Regions from separate parts of the Mus musculus genome. Here region 2 is linked to region 1. Evidence: chromatin contacts called from public HiChIP or PLAC-seq data. All regions are on one chromosome and are shown on one strand. Each heading gives the region's core, a stretch centred on a gene start, on an enhancer-like site or on the middle of the called end of the contact. The rest is flanking DNA. Distances are from core to core; before and after follow the strand shown. Region 1 holds the start of Ptgis (prostaglandin I2 (prostacyclin) synthase). Region 2 has its middle 20 kb from the start of Slc9a8.

Evidence for each region. HiChIP or PLAC-seq counts read pairs in DNA pulled down with a chosen protein or histone mark.
Region 2: a contact with region 1 is called in an H3K27ac HiChIP or PLAC-seq map of embryonic stem cells, with 5 read pairs. The contact joins the enhancer-like site here to the promoter of Ptgis in region 1. A contact is called at or near these places in 5 of 39 promoter capture datasets (3T3-L1-derived adipocytes, the HPC-7 cell line, hippocampal neurons and 1 more), 2 of 15 datasets of contacts at CTCF or cohesin (embryonic stem cells and large pre-B cells), 81 of 484 Hi-C or Micro-C datasets (the 3T3-L1 cell line, 3T3-L1-derived adipocytes, the AtT-20 cell line and 44 more), 15 of 115 datasets of contacts at active chromatin or transcription factors (the NIH/3T3 cell line, astrocytes, embryonic hindbrain and 5 more) and 3 of 9 other capture datasets (embryonic stem cells, liver and pancreatic islet).

Annotation. Positions count from the first base shown.
Region 1 is chr2:167,238,285-167,245,216 of GRCm38.p6, forward strand. It overlaps Ptgis (prostaglandin I2 (prostacyclin) synthase), which reads right to left and starts at 2,321. Exons shown (of 10, transcript NM_008968.4): 1 at 2,060-2,321. The coding sequence starts at 2,136.
Region 2 is chr2:167,397,354-167,405,090 of GRCm38.p6, forward strand. No RefSeq gene overlaps it. Among named protein-coding and RNA genes, the nearest start is that of Slc9a8, 20 kb to the right of the region's middle. Within about 2 kb of position 2,463, at least 42 of the 459 cell types and tissues checked have an H3K27ac peak or open chromatin away from gene starts, as enhancers often do. A contact at or near this core is called in the HL-1 cell line, the NIH/3T3 cell line, embryonic fibroblasts and 5 more, where this site is marked.

The DNA.
Region 1 (6,932 bases), core at 1,071-3,570:
GAATTTACAGCAGGCCAGGGCTGTGTCTTGGAAAAGTACAGAAGATTAGAGACAAGACGGATGGTCAGGTGCTAATCAAGCTACTGCCAGCCAGGCTCAGGTCACCGTGCAGCCTTTTCCGAAAAGAAATTACCCGACTAGGTTTTTGGTTTTTTGTTTTTTTCTTCCCTGCTTTGTCTCTGTGTTTCTTTGTGCAACAGTAGGCTCTTCTTTTCTAACACCCAGAGGTATAAAAAACAGTTTCATACCAAGATAAAAGAACTCTCAGATTGTCAGCCAACAAGAATCAGCCCAAACCTTGCTGCTGGGAGGTGTTCACCCTTCACTGCCATCATCATCACCACTACCATCATCATCACCATTGTCATCACCATCATCTCATCTCTTTAGACGCTGAGAACTGGGACAGAGGACACTAACTTGCCCCACAGGCAGGGAGGGACCGTCCCTGCTGAGAGAACAGCCAGAGGCCCTGCCTCACACGGTCCATCCTCTTCCTTGCTGCTGTACCTGCCCCAGGGTGTCGCACAGGCTACAGACCCCAGCAGACAACAAAAAGCACCATGTGTGGAACACAAAAAACTATTCAAGTAGGGCCGGCAAGATGGCTCCGCGGGTAAAGGTGTCTGCCACCAACCTGATGACCTGAATTGGATCCTCAGGACCCACATGGTGAGAACTGACACCTGTAAGTCATCCTCTGACATGGGTACCACGTGCACATGGGTACCACGGTGCACACACATCCATACACACACTAAAACAAATATATAGAACGCGTTTTAAAAAGAATGCTCTCACAACAACCAGAAAGCCCACGGGCAAAAACACGGGCAGAATGGATAAAGATAAAGCCCACGAACACCTGCCCAGAAGTGGAAACAGATGTCACCTCTAACATCTGGTGTGAGAAAGGAAATGCTGGAAGCCGAAAACACAGATCTGGTGCGGAGAGAGCCCACAGCTAAAGACACCCAGCTATTCCTAACAGGAACGGCTCTTGAATTTTCGTTCCCTCCTTTTGGGGCCGATAAGCGAATATATGGTTTTAACTTTCACCTGGAAGCGAGCCTGGGGTGAGCTCAGCTCACACATTGTTTAAAAACTCAAGTCTCGGGGGTTTCTGGGCTTTTCAGGCGCTCTAATGTAAACACGCAGCAGAGCTGCCCCCATCATCCGAGCTGGAGTCCAAGGAGGAGAGCAACTCTCGAAACATCTGGGGATGTGGGGTTGGACAAGCCCAGGCCCTGGAAGCTGACTGCGGAGACTGATGGACATTCCAGAGTCTGAAATTCAGCTACTAGGCAGGGACCAGGGCTGGCTTCTAAATGGGACAAACACCCTAAAAGAATATAGGATGCAAGCCTCCGGAGGGGTAGCAGGAGGGAAGGCGATAACATTTGCCACTTCTCTGAAACTCTCAAACTAGTCTGCAGTAGTGAATATGTGTCTGGAGGGGGAAGACTAGTTTTTGTTTGTTTTGTTTGTTTGTTTGTTTGTTTGTTTTTTAAATCTGGAAAGTTCTGCCCAAATCGAGCAACAGGAAAGGCCTGGGGAAGGGAGAAGGAGAGTCAGGGTGGGAAGGGACTTGCTTGGTTTAAATCAAATGTATTCTGATTCTGTGCTATTCAAACTAATTTTTAAATGCCTTACACAAAGACCTACTGCCAGACGGACTCCCTGGGATGAAGAGAAGTTTTTGGTTTTTCTCCTAAATGGCAGAGTTGCCACAAAGCACTACACTTTTAAAGGACCAAGGATCTGTTTCGACTCTACCCAAATTTCTACGCTGGCAGGTATGTCCTGGATCCCATATTAGACCCTCATCCATGAGTGGGAATTCCTCGATCAGTGTGACCGTGGCCAGGCATCGCGGCCAGTCCCCAGCCTCAGCGTTCCCACCCGGGATGGAGCCACAGAAAGTCTAGGAGTCCAGGGCGTGGGACACCGTGCAGGCTACAGAGTGGGTAGTACCAACACTGTCCGGGTCCCACGCCGCCGACCCTGAATTTCACCTGGCGTCCTTTCCGCACCCTGACGGGTCACGGGGAATACTCACCGCGCGCGCCGGCGGCTCAGCAGCAGCAGCAACAGCAATAGCACGGCCAGGAGGCCGAGCAGAGCAGCCCAGGACATGGCTCGAGGGTGTGCGGCTGCAGGGTGGCAACAAGTCACCGCCACCAACACCGGACCGCAGGATTCTCAACCCAGCCAGCCCCAAAGGCCCCGACTCTAGGGGTCCGACTGGAAAACGTGGATGGAGAGGAAGGAGCGGGAAGGGAGGGATGGCCGGGCTGCCGCAGAGGAGAGGAGAGGGGGTTGGGGAGGCGGGCCCCTGGTGGTGGTGGAAGGGGGCAGAGAGGAGGAGACTGGACCAAAGCGGACCAGGGGAGCCTTCCGGCCACATTCTTGCAACCACGGTTCCCAGCCCATCCCCCACGCCAGCCCTGTCCCCCTCACCAGGAACTAAAGCCACACAAGACTGCCCCAAGCCCACAGACCTGACTGTGGTGACGATCGCAAGCTGTCTGTGGTCATATTACATTAGGGAGTCAAACCCCATCCCTGCTTTACTTACACACACACACACACACACACACACACACACACACACACCACTTAACACTCTGGATGGACTTAGCCTAGAGGAGTGTTTCTTTCGAAGACCAATGGTCAGGGCTATACTTATCTGAGAGCAGCCAATGTGTCTGCCAAGAAAAGGTGATTGTAGACTTTCTCCCAGGTGTTAGGGAAAGGTGAAGCTGGGTCCCCCACCCTAGTCCTGACAGTGTTCCTCTTGTATGTTCCCATCTGCTCCTCCCATCCCCCAAGTTGTTACCCCAGCTGACCCTCTGGCTTCTGGGTTCATTTTCTGTAGTCACACTTCCCCACAGTACCAGAGCTGAGCCTGTAAGCCCCAGCACTTGGAAGGTGGAGGCAGGAGGATGAGGGGGCATTCAAGGCCAGATTTGGCTACACAGTGAGTTGGAAACCAATCTGAGCTCCATATACCCAGTCATCTCTCTCTTTCTCTCTCTCTCTCTCTCTCTCTCTCTCTCTCTCTCTCTCTCTCTCTCTCTCTCTCACACACACACACACACACACACACACAAACACACGCACACGCCCTACCAGAACCTTCCCTATACTTGCCCAGAGCCTACCATCCTACCACAGCTCCTTGTCACTCAGAACACAGCTACATTCCTACATGCTCCCTCCAGAACAAACACATTTGCTGAGGCCACCCTTACCAGTAAACCTTGTCCTCTACCCGAAAGAGCAAGCCAATTAACTGATACTCAGGTCCAAAGCCCACTACTTTGGTTTCTCTGTATTTCTGAAGCAATCAGGGGAAAAGGCTGACAAAGGAGAGTGGACTTGTTTATCGGCCAAAGCAGGCTAAGACCTATTCTCTCTCTCCATGTCTATGGCAGGTCTTAACATTTATAGACACCCATGAGACAAAGGCCAGAGGGTAAGCAGATGGGTAGATTCAGCTGTGGGAGTTTTGCCAGTCCTTCTCTATTTTCCAGGAAGGTGACTGGCGCCCCAGGTTGACCCGTTACCTGGGTTGTCAGCATGAGGGGCTGTTGTATGTTCACAAGTTAAGCTGACAGACACCACCAACACTTTGTCTATTCCTCCGTCTGGATGAATATGAGATGCCATGTCACCTATTGGACCCACATGGACATTTCTGAGCTGTGCCCCTCTCAGGAGCTGAGAGGAAAGCCTGAGTGGGAAGAGCGCTTGCTTCTGCCTGAGCTCCCAGCCGCAGCGATGCTGGGAGGAGCTGGTACAAGCCAGCCTGCTCTGTGCTGGTATGTCTGTGGTCCAGGCAGATTTGGCCTCTCACCCTACATCTTTTTTTGGTTTTTTGAGACAGGGTTTCTCTGTATAGCTCTGGCTGTCCTGGAACTCACTTTATAGACCAGGCTGGCCTCGAACTCAGAAATCTGCCTGTCTCTGCCTCCCAAGCTCAGGGATCAAAGGCATGTGCTACCATGCCCAGCTGCCCTGCATCTTTTGATTTTTATTTTCTTCCCGTGTCTCAGTGCCTTTTCTACTTAGAGCTCATTGCTGCTTAGTGGCCCCTCGTTACAGGGCCTCTTCACTTGGTCTGATCTGATAATACGAGGAGAGAGCAGCAGGCACAGAGCAGTGCCTGACGCCTACTTTCTTGACCAAAATGAAGCCTATGGGGGCCGTTTTCATCCAAACCAGGATCCAAGCTCAGAATTTCCCTGCCTGGGGAATGTTGCCTGAGTCTTCCCATATCAGGTAATTTAGGCAGTTTCTCATGGACACAGCCACAGATTATACCAATATAAAAGCCCCCTCATACTTTCTTCCCAGGTTGTATCAAGTTGTCACAATAACCATCACACACAATAGTCCACCGAGATTAGTGTTTTAGGGTTGTAACCAAAGTATCAGCAGATACAAAGTTTCAAAAACACGTTCCAAGACAACCAAAGAAGGCTGAAGAGTTTAGAGCTGCATCTGCAGTCCTTTGGGGAACCAGTGTTTAATCCTCTAAACTATTAGAATGTGCTTGTAACACAAGGGCTTAGGCACATCTAATTTATCAGTGCTCAAAAATGATGATGACTGCGCATGGTGATGCACACCCTAATCTCAGCAGTAGAGAGGCAGAAGCAAGTGGATCCCTCCGAGCGAGCTGGAAGCCAGCCTCCTCTACAGAGCAAGTTCCAGGCCACCCAAGGGTGTATAGAGGCCACCCAGCAAGTTGTTCTCTGACTTTCACATGAGAGAGGGAGGGGGAGGAGGGGAGGGGAGGGGAGGGGAGGGGAGGGGAGGGGAGGGGAGGGGAGGGGAGGGGAGAGCATGGCACATGTGTACCATCACACATTTAAATTTTTTGCAGCCATATAAACCAGTGGTTCTCAACTTGGGGGTTGAGACTCCTTTGGGGGTCAAATGACCCTTTCACAGAGTGTACATCAGATATCTTGCAGATCAGATACTAACATTACGATGTATAACAGTAGCAAAATTACAATTATGTAGTAGCAATGAAAATAATTCTATGTGTTTGTGTGGGTGGGAGGGGGATCACCACAAATGAGGAGCTGCACTAAAGGGCTTCAGTGTTAGGAAGGTTGAGGACCACTGATATAAACCTTTAAAAAGTCTCTGAAAGCCGGGCAGTGGTGGCACATGCCTTTAATCCCAGCACTTGGGAGGCAGAGACAGGTGAATTTCTGAATTTGAGGCTAGCCTGGTCTACAAAGTGAGTTCCAGGACAGCCAGGGCTACACAGAGAAACCCTGTCTCAAAACAAAACAAAACAAAACAAAACAAAACGTCTCTGAAAGCTGGCCAACATAATCTTTACATTGCTAGAAGAGGATGTTATCCTGAAAATCTGAAGGCCTGGATGTTGTAGTTTCTTTTTCTGTTGCTGTGATGAAAATGTCCCAACAAAGGCAGGTTGAGGGTGGGAGGGTGACTTATAGATCAAGAGTGCAGCCTATCATGGTGATTAAGACAGAGCTTGAAGCTCACCATGTCTCATCTTCAATCCAGAGATTAAAAGTGATGAGCACATGAGCCACTCAGCTCTCCTCACCATTCATATCCACATAGAGTCAGGATCCCACCTAGGGAATGGTGCCACCCACAGTGGACGTGTCTTCTCAGCTAATGCTATTAAGACAACTGCCTTAGACTGATCTCCCAGGTGATTCTACACTCTGGTTGGCAGTCAGCCTTAACCATTTCACCATATTTGTGAAATATTTCTCTTTAAACCACTTTTTTTTCCTCTCTTTCAAAAATTTGGCTGGAATAAGAAAACTTATTGTTTGGAGACAAGGTTTCTCTGTGTAGCCCTGGCTGTCCTGGAACTCACTCTGTAGACCAGACTGGCTTGGAACTCAGTGATTCACCAGCCTCTGCCTCCTGAGTGCTGGGATTAAAAGCATGTGCCACCACGCCCAGCAGAATTAGGGCTTTTCTGTTATTTGGAGCGGTTAAGTTGGCTCAGCTGTCAAAGGCACTTGTGGCTGAGTCTGATGACTAGAATTCAATCCCCAGAACCTACTTGGTGAAGGACAGAAGCAACAGCTGCAGTTGATCTCTGAGCTCCACATGACAGCTGTGGATCATGGGCAACAGCAGGCACACCTCCCACATACGCTGACAAGCAATAAAATACTTTAAAAACAAAAAAACAAAAAAAACCAAGTGACTTCTAGTGTTATGTATCAACAACAATTACAAAACTCTTTTGAATTTCACTTCATAGCTAAACTTGTAAGTGGCTCTTGGCAGCTTCAAAGATGTTACTTGTCTAATTAACACGTGTGTGAAATCATGTCTTACTCCAGGCAATCTGACTCAGGAAAAGTCTAAGGGCTTATTTGGTTTTGGTTTTCTATTTTGTCTCTGAATCTTTCTTGTGTGAGTATGTGTGCATGTGTGTGTCTGTATGTATGTGTATTTCTGTATGTCTGTGTATGTGTTTAGATACACTTAGAGGCTAAAGTTGAAGCTGGCCTCCACATGTCATATGAGTATACATGTGTGAGAAAGTGTGTGGATTTTCCCAAGTGCAGTACCCAAGATGTCCAGAAGAGAGTGCTAGATCTCCTGGGGGGAGATGTGAGCCACCTGAGGTAGGTTCTAGAACCCAACCTCTCGGCAAAAGTAGCACACACTCTCAAACACTAAGCTCTCTCTTGGCTTACACTTACACACAAGTGTATATACACATACACACTGAAAATATTTAATAAAAAGAATCTTTAACAAGCATCGACATTTAATTCATGAATTTGTGTCTGTGCATGTGAGTGCAGTGCCCACAGAGGCCAGAAGAGGGCGCTAGATACTCTACAGCTAGAGTTATAGGGCATTTGTGAGGGGTCCCATGTGGGTACTAGGAGCCCTACTTGGGCCATCTG
Region 2 (7,737 bases), core at 1,213-3,712, 160 kb after region 1:
TGTGTCCAGTGTTTTGGCTTGGTGACAGGAAGATGTCCAATACCTGTTTGTAGTCAGTCTTGTGAAAGAGATGATAGTCTTTCCATAGTTGAGGAACCAGAGCCCAGGGCCCCAGTGTGCTCCAGACCATGCGGCTGGCTGCCACTCCCCACCTCCTAGACATGCCTGGCCAAAGAATGCTTTTTAAAGTCTGCTGACCTGGTGCATGCAGAGAATAAGGCAGGAGGATCGTCAGGAGTTCAAGTTCAGTTTGGGCAGCTCAATGAGATTCTGTTTCAATAAAAGAAAAAAAAAAGGTTAATAAACAAAAAACAAACAAACAAAAGCCCAGTTCTGAGGCTGTTGATCAGTGGGTGGAGTGTCTAGCATTCACAAAAACGTTAGTTCTATCCCTAGCACCACAGACATGATGTATGTGTGTGTATGCGTGTATGTGTGTGTGTGTATGTGTGTGTGTGTGTGTGTGTAGTATGTATGTGTGTGTGTGTATGTGTGTGTGTGTATGTGTGTATGTATGTGTGTATATATGTGTGTGTATGTATGTATGTATGTAGTATGTATGTGTGTATGTGTATGTGTGTATGTGTATGTGTATGTGTATATATGTGTGTGTATGTATGTATGTAGTATGTGTGTGTGTGTATGTGTGTATGTATGTAGTATGCATGTGTGTATATGTGTGTATGTGTGTGTATGTGTGTATATATGTTTGTGTGTATGTATGTATGTAGTATGTATGTGTATGTGTGTGTGTATGTGTGTGCATGTGTCTGTGTATATATGTGTGTGTGTGTATGTAGTATGTGTGTGTATGTGTGTGTATGTGTATGTATGTAGTATGTATGTGTGTGTGTATGTGTGTATGTGTGTGTGTATGTGTCTGTGTATATATGTGTGTGTGTATGTATGTAGTGTGTATGCATGTGTGTGTGTGTTCTCAAGCCTGCAGCACTGGCTGGAGAACCAAAGCAGGATCAGAGGTTCAAAATTATCCCCAGCTACATAGCAAATGTAAGACTAGCCTGGGCTACATGAGATCCTGTTGTTGTTGTTGTTGTTTTTAAAAAGCCTTTTTAATTTAAAAGCTTGGAGAAAGCCAGGCAGTGGTAGCACACACCTTTAGTCCCAACATTCTAGAGGCAAAGGCAGAGGCAGGTGGATCTCTGTGAGTTCAAGGCCAGCCTGATCTACAGGGTAAGTTCCAGGACAGCCAGGGCTACACAGAGAAACCCTGACTTGAAAATACAACAAACTAATAAAACAAAGCTTGAAGAAAAACTATGAAGAGACAAGAGCATGTAATAGAGACTTCCTATGGCTGCACAGAGGAAAATACAGCCAGTCCCTGCTGTAGATCCATTATATCCTCCTTCCTTCCTTCCTTCCTTCCTGGGATTGCCCCTAGGGCTGTTAAACATGCTAAAAAAGCACTATACCACTGAGCAATATTTTTTAAAATACACATGTATTAATTTACATTTAAAGCCGGGCATGGTAGCACACGCCTTTAATCCCAGCACTCGGGAGACAGAGGCAGGCAGATTTCTGAGTTCAAGGCCAGCCTGGTCTACAGAGTGAGTTCCAGGACAGCCAGGGATACCCAGAGAAACCCTGTCTCAAAACTGCCCCCCCCCAAAAAAAAGTATTTTGGGGGCTGGAAAAAAAAGTATTTTGCCTAAGCCTCTGTCCTGGCTAGTTTTATGTCAGTGTGACACACCATGCTAGAGGGACCTCAGTTGAGAAGAGGCCTACATAAGATCCAGCTGCGAGTTGTTTTCTTAATTGGTGATCCACGAGGAAGCGCCCAGCCATTGTGGGAGGGGCCATCCCTGGGCTGGAGATCCTGGGGTCTATGAGAAAGCAGACAGAGTAAGCCATGGGAAGCAAGTCAGTAAGCAGCTCCTGCTTCCAGGTTTCTGCCCCGCTTGAGATCCTGTTCTGACATCCTCCAGTGATGGACTATGATGTGGAAGCCAAATAAACCCTTTCCTCCCCAACTTCTTTTGGTCATGGTGTTTCACCTCAGTGATAGTCCCCCTCCTGAGGGATGTCAGTGTGCGCCACCACACCCTGCTTTGTTTTGTTTTGTTTTGTTTTGTTTGAGACAGGGTTTCTCTGTACAGCCCTGGCTGTCCTGGAACTCACACTGTAGACCAGGCTGGCCTCAAACTCAGAAATCTGCCTGCCACTGCCTCCCAAGTGCTGGGATTAAAGGTGTGCGCCACCACGCCCAGTCACCATACCCTGCTAACAGTGGCTTTCACCTGTCCTGTCAGCTCCCCACTCCTTCACAACACCCTGATATCTGTGATGCCCCTTTCCTCTGCATGCCCATGCTGAGGCCTGTGGGGTTTGCTTGAGCCATGGGTCCAAAGAAGGCTAAGTGCATGAAGCTGGTGGACCAGCCAATCTCATTGCTCCGCGATGAGTGGATCCAGAGATGCTCGCATGTCCCGAGCAGCCGATGAGTCAGCCTTTGGAATTTGGAAGGCAGAGGAGTAGTTTGGTTTTCCGGGAACAGGGCTCACTATGTAGTCCAGGCTGTCCTTGAACTTGTGACCCTTCTGATTCAGCTTTCCAGATGCTGGGATTGCATGTGCACACCAACGCATCTGCTTCAAACCCCAGGATTTTGCTAGAATTATTGGGAAGGCATTGGTTTCTTTTAAATGTTTATGCATATGTAATTTGCTTATTTTGTGTGTAGCATACCAAGGGGCACTTGAGCACCATGACCAATATGTGAAAGCCAAAGGACCACTTGTTGGAGGCAGTTCTCCCCTCCAGGGACCGAACTCAGATTGTCAGGCTTGGCAGCAATCCGTTTTTTACTCTCTGAGCCACCTTGCCAGGTCAGGAAGGCTTTCTTTCTGCTGAGATGAACCAGGGAAGCCTAAAGCTCAAAGGTGGCCATGGCTCATGAAACACCAAGTCCTGGGAACACAGGAGGCAGTATCTGCACCCAAAGCCACATCACGTCCCCACATGCTGACTTCCTTGCTTCCTCAGTGCATGCCTGTGTCAGGGATGATGCTGGTTCTCAGCCTATCCCCCATCCCCCACCATCCTCATGCATGATGGCCCAGGAGATCCCAGCACCTATGATCTTGGCTCAAGGGTTTTGTCCCCCACAGGTGTTGAGAAGACATGTATGAAAAGTGGGGGAAGCATTCCCCAGGGAGCACCACTTAACCCATGATTGACAGGAGCTGGTGGCTCTCTTGTTCTCAAGTGGACAATTCTGAGGGGCGTACTACCCCAAGTCTCAGAGTCCCCATCGTGATGAGCCCAGGAGCCCAGGCTAGCTGCCTGCTGAGTGACTGTCGGCAAGCTAGGCTTTCCCCCTCCCATGGCCCTCCGTGCTTGCTCTCCAGCTGAGTTTCTGGGGATTGTTGTCTCCTAAACAGACCGCTTGCAAACAAATTCCATCTTAGACCCTTCACAGCTAAACTCTTCCAACTGACACCAAGTATAAGCCGACTTTTAAATATATCTGCCTAGTGGGGCTAGAGAGATAACTCTGATTAACTGCTCTGTGGAAGACCAAACTCAAGTTCCCAACACCCACCACACTGGACAGCTCACAGCCATCTGTGACTCCAGGTCCAGGGGAATCTGACATGTTTGGGCTCCTCCAGTACTGACACTCATGAATACCTACCTATGGACATTCACATACACATGATAGTAGTGCACGCCTTTAATCCCAGCACTGGGGAGGCGGAAGCAGGCAGATCTCTGTGAGTTCCAGACCAGCCTGGTTTACATATCAAGCTCCAGTATAGGCAGGACTACATAGACCCTGTCACAAAAATCATCGTCACCCGGCTGGAGAAATGGCTCAGTGGTTAAGAGCGCTGACTGTTCTTCTGAAGGTCCTGAGTTCAAATCCCAGCAACCATATGGTGGCTCACAACCATCCGTAATGAGATCTGACGCCCTCCTCTGGTGTGTCTGAGGACAGGTACAGTGAATTTACGTATAATAATAAATCTTTGGGCCGGAGCGATCGGGGCAGGAGCGCTCTGGGTCCTGAGTTCAATCCCAGCAACCACAACCATCGCAACCACAACCATGTACAGCTACAGTGCCCTCATATACATAAAATAAATAAAATAAATCTTATAAGAGAAACATCATCACCATCAAATGACTCATAATTGTAATTTTACAAAAATCACTATTTAAAGTGATTTATGGTTTGCACAACAGAAAGGCCAGGCAAAGAGGAAATCCCCCTGCCCCAGGCTGTTCCTGAGCAGGATCCAAAGGCTGCTTCCTCCCTCCGTCACCAAGCACGGACAGCTCCCCCTCAGCTGACCCCAAAGCAGCCAGCCCTCAGTCCTTCCTCCACCCTTTCATCTGAAGGCCTCCAGGGGATAAGACCATCCCTGACCTTTGAAAGAACTCTGTGCACCAGGACCTGGGAGGTAGACTCTGACGTTCCTTCTCAGGATGGAAACAGTGGGAACGGAGGAGTTCCCAAAATGTTCATTCATTCATTCATTCATTCACAAGTTCATTCACTCATTCCTTCAACAGACGCTGAGTACTTGGGCAGGGAGCTCTACACTGCAGACAACAGAGTCAACTAGAAGACTAAGGATGTATGTAGCTCAGTCGGTAGAGCGCTTCCTTAGCAAGCGTGAAGCCCTAGGTTCTACTCCCAGCACCCCATAAACTAAGCATAGTGGTGCATGCCTGTGATCCTAGTACCTAGGAGGTGGAACAACAAGACCATCCTTAGCTAGGAGGGGATTTGAGGGGCTACATGAGACCCAGCCTGCTGAGCAGAAATTAATTCATTAAAAGCAGTAGAGGGACTGGGAGACGGCCACTGGCTGCTCTTGCAGAGGAAGGTATGATCACCAGCTCTCACAAGGTGGCTCACAACTGTAACCGCAGACAGGGGACTCGATACCTTCTTCTGGCCTCTGCGAGCACCAGGCACATAAGGGTACATAAACGGACATGCGAGTGAACAATGCAACATATACATAAAATATACGAAAAACTGAATTTAAAAGCCCTGGAACTGGAAAGGGTGGCACATGCCTGTGATCCCAGCACCTCCCTGGAGGCAGAGACAGGGGGATTGCATGCAGCAAGTCTGAGTCTAGCCTGGCTGCTTAGTGAGAGAGACCTGTCTTCAAATAAAACAAAACAAACAAGCCTTGGTGGGTACCTCGATGTGAAAGACACATCAGAGGCAGGAGAAACCCCTCCCACCGCTGGATGCCCCACGGCCCTCCTGATGCTGGGCCTGCCTCCTCGGTGCAAGCTGGAACCCAAGAGGCATTTTAAACTTTTAATTGACAGATCTCACTGTAGCTCTAGCTGTCCTGAACTAACTATGTATACCAGGCTGGCTTCAAACATACAGAGATCTGCCTACCTCTTTTTACAGAGTGCTGGAATTAAAAGTGTGCCCCACCATACTTTTTTTTTTTTCTCTTCCCATACTTTTTTTTTTAATTAGGTATTTTCCTCGTTTACATTTTCAATGCTATCCCAAAAGTCCCCCATACCCATCCCCCAACCCCACCATACTTATAGACGGAACAGAACACTGAAGCGGGCATGTAAGTGGCCAGAGAAAGCAGAGGCACCGGACTGGTGGCACAACCTGAAATCCTTACGCTTGGGAAGTGGAGAACTGAGAGGGTCAGGAGTTTAAGATCATCCTCAGCTCCGTGTGAGTCTCCATCTCGAAACACAACACAAAACAAAAACTCCACACCAAACCAAACCGAAACTACGTTAAACAAAGCCAGAGCTGAGTGAGTCAGGGCCCTTTTCCCCCTCCACTCCAAGTGCAAATACAGGATAGGACAGAGGAGGGGACCACGGGACCCACCCGGGCCTGAGAAAGTTCCTCATGTTTCAGAGAACAGGGACTTGAGCAAACAAGGGTGACTTCATGCCCAGGCAAGAATTACCCGAGCAATATAGTTTATAGTTCTCAAACTCAAGGGCACTAAAGCACTTGCCATTGCCACAGTGCCACAGGGAGTCAGGACTGGCTCAGCGCCCGCCCACCCACAAGTAGAAGCAGCTTTGGCTCATTATTATAATATATTCTTTCTTTTGAATTGTGTGTGTGTGTGTGTGTGTGTGTGAGTGCATGAGCACATGCAAGTGTGCCTCAGGAGGCTGGAAAAGGGTACCGGGTCCCTTGGAGCTGGAGTTAGGATCCACACGATCTGGGTGTTGGAAACTGAAACAGGGTCCTCTGCAAGAGCAGGAGGTGCTTTCAACTGCCGAGCCATCTCTCCAGTCCCTGAAGATATTTTCAAAGCCTACATGTTGGGCTCCACTTGTAATCCCAGTACAAGAAGCAGTCGCAGGACCTTCTCTGCGAGTTCAAAGCCAGGCTGGACGGCATAGTGAGAGACAGTCTCAAAAAATACCAGCAACAAAAACCAGGGGCTGGGCTGTGATTCTGCAACCTCATCATTTGAGAGGAAGAGAGGCAGAGGCAGAGGGTCGGTCTGGATTCCAGGTCATCCTCTGCCATGTCTGTAATTCCAAGTTGAATGAACTGTGCACTGTCACAGGCACAGGTGACCTTGCAGGGATTCAGGGGCAGGCACTCTGGCCTCCAGTCTCCAGATTCTCTGTGCCCACTTCCCAGTCCTCCATCCCCTTATCTCTCAATCCCCCACCCCCCATTCTGAGCTCTTTCCATGCTCCTTTCCATAGGCAGAAGGCTCCGTTGACTCCCCTATTTGTGGGAATCAGGGTTCTCCAGATAGGAAATAGAAAAAAATTTCCCTTCTAGGTCTTCAGTGAGATAAGAAAGCTATGGTTAAAAGTCACCACAACCTGGGCTTCTAACGGAGACAGCAGAGGCACTCAGCCCACCTTGATCAGCTGCCCCACCACAGATGCAGGTCAGGGCTGGGGGAAACTTCGAGAAGGTATATATGTAATAGGCATGGCTCTGAATATGTCATGAGCTCACTCACTGCAAATGGAGGACACTGAAGCACAAGACTTTTACTGGTCCCGGGTGATAGGTAAGGAAGGGTGCTGTGATCCAGCCCTGGACCTCTGGCTCTGGCTTCCCAGTGTGATGGGCAGCTCTGTTCTCTCATTGACTCTGGGGAGCTGAAAGCCCTGGGGTCGGTCCTCCAAGTCACTGTCGGCTCTGAGCAGAAGGCAGCAAGACCAATAATAAGACCCATTCTCTGTCTGTCTTTTTTTTTTAAAGATTTATTTATTATATGTGAGTACACTGCAGCTGTCTTTAGACACACCAGAAGAGGGCATCAGATCCTATTACAGATGGTTGTTTGTGAGCCACCATGTAGTTGCTGGGATTTGAACTCAGGACCTCTGGAAGAGCAGTCAGTGCCCCTTAACCGCTGAGCCATCTCTCCAGCCTTTGTTGTTGTTTTTTTTGAGACAGGGTTTCTCTGTGTAGCCCTGGCTGACTTAGAACTTGCTCTGTAGATCAGGCTGACCTCAAACTCAGGAATCCGCCTGCCTCTGCCTCCCATGTGCTTGTATTAAAGGCTTGCGCCACCACCACCATGGCTTTTCTGTCTGTTTAGACAGTGTCTCATGAAGCCCACAATGGAGACAAATTCACTTTGCAACCAAGTGTGATCTTCAGATCCTCCCGGCTCTACCTCCAAGCGCCCGGGATTAAACTGCAGGTCAGTTTATGTGGTACTAGGGATGGAACCTCGGGCTTCTTCCCTCGTGCTAGGTAAACTCCTCACTGATTGAACT